Linked DNA regions of Gossypium arboreum: region 1 is linked to region 2. A link is a contact called in public Hi-C data. All regions are on one chromosome and are shown on one strand. Each heading gives the region's core, a stretch centred on a gene start, on an enhancer-like site or on the middle of the called end of the contact. The rest is flanking DNA. Distances are from core to core; before and after follow the strand shown.

What was found. A called contact is a pair of places that touch in the nucleus more often than the background predicts.
Region 1: a contact with region 2 is called in a Hi-C map of leaf, with 3 times the contacts expected there. The contact joins the promoter of LOC108458486 here to the promoter of LOC108457870 in region 2. A contact is called at or near these places in 2 of 5 Hi-C or Micro-C datasets (both in leaf).

Annotation. Positions count from the first base shown.
Region 1 is chr4:95,211,616-95,215,526 of ASM2569848v2, reverse strand. It overlaps LOC108458486 (probable 2-oxoglutarate-dependent dioxygenase SLC1), which reads right to left and starts at 2,649. Exons shown (of 3, transcript XM_017757907.2): 1 at 2,595-2,649; 2 at 1,634-2,504; 3 at 1,004-1,556. The coding sequence starts at 2,497. The coding sequence ends at 1,311.
Region 2 is chr4:94,671,190-94,675,050 of ASM2569848v2, reverse strand. It overlaps LOC108457870 (vacuolar protein-sorting-associated protein 37 homolog 1), which reads left to right and starts at 1,425. Exons shown (of 7, transcript XM_017757056.2): 1 at 1,425-1,796; 2 at 2,936-3,160; 3 at 3,432-3,519. The coding sequence starts at 1,783. It overlaps LOC108459605 (a long non-coding RNA gene), which reads left to right. Exons shown (of 2, transcript XR_001867387.2): 2 at 134-412.

The sequences.
Region 1 (3,911 bases), core at 1,400-3,899, 540 kb before region 2:
GATTTTGCTCACCCTACATAATATGTCTTGTTTTGTATAAATTATATGTAAATTTTCGTATAGATTTTATGTCTCATAATTAATTTTGTCCAAATTTATTTTGAATAAAATTTAGATATATTCGATTATTAATCTAATCATGTTTTGTAATAATTAATTATGATTATTGATATTCTTTTTAATCATAAGTAAAATACGTATTTATCAGTAATAACAATGACTAATCTTTTAATAATGGATGCTCATGATTATTGTTATTTAATCATTCTTTTGATATTTTTAAATATATATAATTCGGATTTTAATTCAAGGCTTCCACTTGAATGTTGTTGTAATGATGTTTTGGGGTTCGGATTAACAGTGTTTAAAATAGCCTATTTATTTAGCTTTTTCCTTTTTTTTTTTGCATTTAGGTAATTACTAACATTTTATATACGTTAATGAGTTTGTTTCAAGACAAAAAATTAATTTACTTTGGTTTAATGTGTAATTTTATATATAAATTTTAATTTTGTTTAATTTTATACATAAAATTTTGAATTGATCTGATTATTATAAATTATTAACACAATTAGTAAGATAGTATTATTTTATATTTATATATTACATATACAAATAATTATATTTATCCAATATAAAAATATATTAATATATTTATTTTTTAAATGTGCATGATTGATCAAAATTAAAATCTCATGTATACATTTGAAATGCAATCAAGGTTTCATGTGTATGATTACACCAAATTAAAATTCATGTATCAAATTACATATTGAAACAAAGTTACATATAATTTTGAAATTTTTGAAAGAAAGAATAATTAAAGTAATAAAATCAGAAAAAATCATTTTAATCTTATAATTAACGAGGTTAAACTACAAATCCATTTACACAGTAATTTTTTCATCTTGACCATAATGCATAAACTTAGTAATAATAAACATTATTTAATTTATTTTCACTTATATCTCTATTTTTGTAAATTTGGGTGAAAACAAGAGAATTAAACCAATTAAATCTTTCGATATTATCCATGCTTATGAATACATTTTATTATGTTTGATAGTACAACTCCCCATTTGTCTTTGGTCTTTATTTCTGGAACCTAGCATTTATAACGTAGAGTAAAGGCAGGCTAAGGTTTTTTTTTTTTTTCTCACATTATAGTTGACCTAAAGAAAACAAAACAAAATATAAATTCAAATTAAACAATATACATGCATTTCAACTAATACTGTCTACCTAATAATTAATTGGTAATATGCTATAACAAAAGTCAACACACATTGTTTTCTTTCCAATTTCTGGGCTCATGTCAATTTCCTAGACTCCAAGAAATTCTTTTTCTTGGGCTCACAAGATGAAATGTATTCAAGGAAAGTGGCAAAATCTGTATCTTTATAACGCCGTGGATTTACTTGGTCAATCAGTTTAGGTGATGGTCCAACCATGCAATTGAAAGGCAGACTGTGCAGTGAGGCCACCGATAGTCGTGGCTTTGCTGGGTTCACAAATACTCTGTGCAGCACACTTTTGTATCTTCCGTTGCTAAATATCTGCAAATAACGCAAACCAAACTCAGTAATCATATAACATAAGCCACGTTGCTAAATGAGTTGAAATTAGAGGTCACCTCAAGGTGATCACCGACGTTAACCACGAAGGAATTGGGCATAGGTTCAACAGTGATCCATTTGCCTTTGTATTGGATTTGTAAACCCTCGACTTCATCCTGGAGAAGAAGGGTCAAGAAACCGTAATCCGAGTGTGGTGGCATTCCTAAGGTGAGGTCAGGTTCAGGGCAGGGAGGGAAACAGTTAACCACCATTAGCTGGCTTCCATCATGGAACTGCTTTAGTATTTCATCATCTTCTTCTGTCTTTTCCTCAGTGGTGGCACCCCACAGGCCCAGGCTCTCCAGGATGGCCTCCGTGATCCTTATAAACAACCACTTGGTTTCTCTTGCGTAGGTAGCCGCCACTTCCCTGAAGTCCATGGGACAGGATGGCCAATGAGGGAGAACATCCGACAATGGATGGCAGACAAGCTTTAAGAAATCTCTCCAACAGAACACTGAATCTTTTCTCTGGTTTAAGCTAGTCCCATATCGAACAGGCGAGGTCATGTCGGATGACATGTACTTTGCTCTTTCCTCGTACGGGAGACCGAAGAACCTGGTACTCACATCGATCATGCTTCTTATAGCTTCAATGGGGATACCGTGATTCACCACCTGAAAGAATCCATATTCTTCGCAAGCGGAGGAGAGGGAGTTGAGGACTTCGGACCGATTCGGGCCTTGTAATTCAGCAAAATCGATTACAGGCAGTTTAAGACTAGACTTAGTTGCATTTGGATGCTCTTTATCTACTTTGGGTCGATCCGAAACTGGCAATATGTACTTGTTGGGAAGTTTGCTAACTCCATTTTCGAAAAGATGCTTCACTCCTTTCTGGAACTCATCATCGTTAGTTAGTGCCATTGCAGAGGGACACATGAATTCCCTGTTCATAACAACAACCAAAAATAATTCACAATATAAGTTAATGTTTGCATATGAATATGAGAGAAATGAAGAAAGACCGAGTAACCACCTAATAAACAAAGGAAATGAAGCAAGTGGGAGGGAATAGGGATGTGAATGAACGAGGGGGGGGGGGGGTTTGGAGTTTGATGTATTTATAGGAGAGAATGGAGGGAAGGGAAGACTACAGAAGCAAGTTTTGGGGAAAAAACCGGATTCGGATTTATGGATCCCAGGAACTGACTGCTTCCATTATGTAAACCAAAACCGTTGACAAATAATGAGTCAAAATCATAAAGGAAAGTAAGGACTACAAAATTCTACTAATAATTAATCAGTCAAATCATCTATTGCCTCCTCATTACTATTAACTTGGTAATTTGTTTGGTTTTACAACTTAAAGAAATTCTTTTATTTAATATAAATATCATTATCAAATTTTAAATAGTAAACTTAATTATATACTATAATCTATTTAATTAAATTCACATTTAGACAAATAATATAACTCTTTCTCATCTGTCTCATGCCTCTGACTTTTTGCATGCAGCTCATCGTCAGTGGGGTCCCTTTCCTATCTTCGCTCACTACAAATGAATATGATTTCTCTTCATTTAGGAAATTTTTTATTTTGAGTTTGGGTTTATTCTTGGTCAAAGAACAAGTTATACCTTTAATTATTACCACACCACTAGTTTTCTCTGTTAAGAGCTCAATCTTATGTCTAACTTAAAGATACCTATGTGAAGAAATTAAATTAGAGATATGTTTTCTCAACCATTTACAGCATCACTTGTGATTTTAACCTTTCATTCCTAAGTTAGATCGAATTTCTAAATAATTTAATATTATTTTATCTACTTATAAAATTTAAACTCTAAACCTATAGATGGGTTTGGTATCCATATTCATATACGAAATCGTACAAGCCTGTGAAGCTAATAAATATTGTATCGGTGTAAATTGACTACTCTCCCTTTTAATGGTCCCCTAAGAAAAAGCCCATCAAGTTTTGGATTCGATCGACACAGCTACAATGCGTTTTGCTGGCTGTTGTTTTTGCACACAAGTTCGAAAACAATAAAACAAATGAATTTACGAATTATTTTCGAAAATTCCAAAACAAAACACGACGACACATAAGCTTACAAAAAAGGGAGAAAAAGGTTGTCGACATCAAAACATAGAGTTGACAAGTTGTGGTATCACTTATTTTAATTATTTTTCATAACATACAATATAAAAAACTTGTTTCGCATTGGTTTAAACTAAATTATTTTACAGACATATAATATAAACTCTATGAATTACAAATACAGTTCATGCTCGTGACTATACGTAGGATCAACCGATCAACCAATAAGCAACTCATTTACACGTAAATTTC
Region 2 (3,861 bases), core at 176-2,675:
AATTGATTTTATGTATCTTTTGTATTTCGTCTCCCCTTTTACAATGATTTTGTTTCGGCCTTTATAGCTGAAAAGGAAAAAAAACAAAACAACTTACTCCTATTTCGTTGCACTTTCTGGTACTGCTTCCTAGTTTTTCGTAGGTATGGAGGCGCGAGCGTAACACCTACATGGAGCGAACGTGGAGGCGCGAAATGCGGGTGTGGTGTGAGGGTGGAGGCGGCGCCGGCCAAAGGGAGTGCCTAAGTGCTAGGGTTTGCTGTTTCTGAAAAAAAAATTTGGGCCATAGTATTGGGCTTAAGGTTTTGGGTTAGTTTGGGGTTTGTATTGGGTTTGTTATTTAGTGATTTGGGCCGGGTAATTTTGGCTCATTACAAAGTTAATTCAATTTAATAACAAGAGTAATCAATAACTCAATCCTCCATTGATTCATATAAAATATAATATTTTCTTATTCACAATCTCAATATGATATCCATAATAGTGAATATATTTGAAAATTAATGGATTAACCATCACAAATTTTGTACTTTTTAATATTGATATATTAGCTTTTCTAAAGCTTTCAACTAATTTTGTATTATCAAATATTGTAATAATATTTGTTTGTTTCAGTCTGAATAAGATAAATATTTTCTATCTGTAATGATAGAATTCATTACTACATTCTCATATCTTTTCTCGAAAAGTATTAATGAAACAAAATATTTGAGCATACAATAAAAATTATATGCACTTTTAATATTAATATAAAACTTAAAAGAGTGATAAGTATTTTAAAAAAATTAATTGTATTATGTATATAAGCATCCTAAAAATTTTTAATTTCCTTTCAAAATTTGATTTTTATTTAATAAATTATTCTCATTAAATTCACATTCGCATAAAATATAAATTAATTTAAAATTTCAAAAGAACTTCTATAAGTAAAAGAATTATGGAATTTATTTAACTACAAAAATAATATAAGAGTTAAATTAAACAATAAGGAACTTTTTCATATATTAGTCAAATTATACATTAACGAAATCAGAAGATGATGATCAGATCCCATTAAAGCTTAAAAGAAAGTTTTTTCTGAATTTTCCAATTTTTTTTAAAAGATGTAATAGGTTATTGTAATTTTTATAAATTTAAAATTTAATCATTTTAAGTTTTTTATTTTATTTTTTATATTTTTGAATTCACATCTAGTATTAATAATACTGTTATTTTTTTGTTAGTATAAAAAATATAGTGTTAACAATTCCACTTGAATTTTATAATTTTAAAATTAAATAGATTAAATTTTTAAAATTAAGAACCCATATGATGATCTAATGATTAAAAGTGCTATTGTCTCAATGTGACTTGAGTTCAAACCGTACTAATCATGTTTGTTGTTCTGTTATTAATTTTCAAAAAAAAAGTTTTCTAAATATAAATTTTAAATTTATAACATATTTTAAGATTAATTGTTTTTCAACAAGTTTCTTCTACTCAGATGCTTCATCGTCGGTGTCCAAAACCAATAATAACCCACCAAATGTACCTAAAACTGTTTTTTTTTTTTTAAGAACTAAAAAAACTTTTGTCTCGTTGATTTTAGACCTCCTTAAATATAATCTCTTAGACTCAGTTTCTTTTTAATTAAAAATCCGAAATAATATTTTCTTACTCTGTAAGGAACAAATAATCTTTTCTTCGTCTACGACTCTAACGCTGTTTTTCATTTTTTTTTTGGTTTCTATTTATTGGGTTGATTGATTATCCAACGATCAACAAGCCACCCGCTTGCGAGCTATGTTCAGGTTCTGGTATGTTTTCTTTGTTACCTCTTTAATCTCTATTGATTTATTTGGATTATTGGATTCTATTATTTCGTTTTTTTTCCGATTCAGCCTTATTTTGAGGGGGGTTTCTTATATAAATTGCCTGCGAATTTGACTAATTTCACTTGGATTTGTGACTTCGATCGAACTTTCTTCAGAATTTCTTTTTATTAATATAATTGTGGGTTTGCTGGATTTTGGGAAATTTTTTTCCTATTAATTCTTTTTTCTTTGGAATTTTAATGTGTATTGTATTTTTAGAATCACCGTTTCCTTCCTTTTGGGCGTATTAAGAGGCTGTTCGATCATCAAAGAAACTAAAATTTGTGCTAAAGGAAAGCTGGGTTATTGTATTTTTTTTAAAGTGATAAACATGTTTCAGAAACTGCAGCTAAACCAAAAGTGTCCGCTCTTCTTCCTCCTTTTGGCTGTTGTATGAAATAGAATAAATGTGGGATTTAGTCGGTAATATCTATTTTCATGAAGTTGGATTTCAGATGAGCACATCTTAATTGCTCATCATGTTAGGGCAAGTCTAAAGTGTAGACATGTTTCATGATGCTGGTTTTACATAGAGCATCTCTTAATTGCTCATCATGTTAGGGCAAGTCTAAATTGTGGACATGTTTCATGAAGTTGGGTTTACATAGAGCATCTCTTAATTGCTCATCATGTGAGGGCAACTGTGGACATGCTTCATGCGTTTTTGGTGCTATTACCCTGTCGTTTTAATATGCTCCGGCAGTATATGCGCCTTATGTTGGATTATCTCAATAGGGGTAACTCTGTCAAATGGTCAATAAATTGTATCATTGTTTAATACTATTCCTACTACTACTACTCAAAATCCCAAACCCTTAAATCAGAGGAAAATACAATCTTAAGTGCACTTGGACCAACGTTTTTCTAATTGCTGCAATAGCAACAATGCCAAATGAGAAAATGGCATTTCTAAATGCTGTGAAGCCACTAAAGTTGTGTTGTAGTTGTACTTGTGCAGTAATGATCAAAAGTTAAAACTTGATAGCGATATTTCTAACTTCAGCTGGAGTTTTTTATTTTTTTCACTCACATGCTTTGTGACATTTATATTTGGTTGCACTAAAATTTTGATCATGATGCAGGGGTTCACAGGAGCAACAAGCTCAGCCACGTCCACAAGAGGGTTCTTCACATTCTTGGTATCCTCCTCCTGGTGTTAGCTCCACAAATTCTTCCCGGCCTTCAACGCCAGGTAGCAGTGCATCTAACAGCTTCAACTTACAGAGGCCTTCAGAAAGGCCACATTCTCCCTCGCAAGTTTCACCCTCTGAAGCTGCAGGAATCATTGCTCTTTTAAAGGACAAAAGGTTAGATGTCTGGTTTTTGCACTCCAGTCCACCTTGCTATTGGCAAGGAAATCTTCATTTCCTTCTATGAAAGAAATTTAAGATTCTTATTCCTTATTGCTTTTGTGCTTTACTAATGATCGATTATGCTCTTTTATTCATTTTATCCATCTTCCCTTTTTTATTATTTGCATTTGTGGCTTCTTAAATGTTGGGTACTTACAGAAGTAAAAATGCTTGTTTTAATTAATAGCGCATCTTGCAACTCCTAATCACTCTCTTATTTTCTTAGTGTTGATGAATTACGGAAGCTTTTGTCTGACAAGGATGCTTACAATCAGTTCTTACTATCAGTTGACCAGGTTAAAATCCAAAACAATGTGAGTAGTAAAAAATTGAGCTTATTTTATTTGATCTCACCTTTTCAAATGAAGAATTATGCTCTTTTTGTTTTTCTTTCTTTGCGCCTTGTCATGTGTTCTTGGTTTGTGGATCTCTCCTCTAGTCTCAAGTCATATGGTTTGGCTTTAGTCTATAGCATAAACTAGTGTTTTGATTAACTGCTGAGTTTGATGAGATAGCCTATTGCTAATCCTAAAATCAAAACATTTGGGGGACAAGGGATGAGCTCAAACTCGAAACATTTGACTGTTAAGGGGTCATTCAGATTATTGGCTTATACTGCCGGTTTTTTGTGCTGGTATTATAGAACTATCAAGATT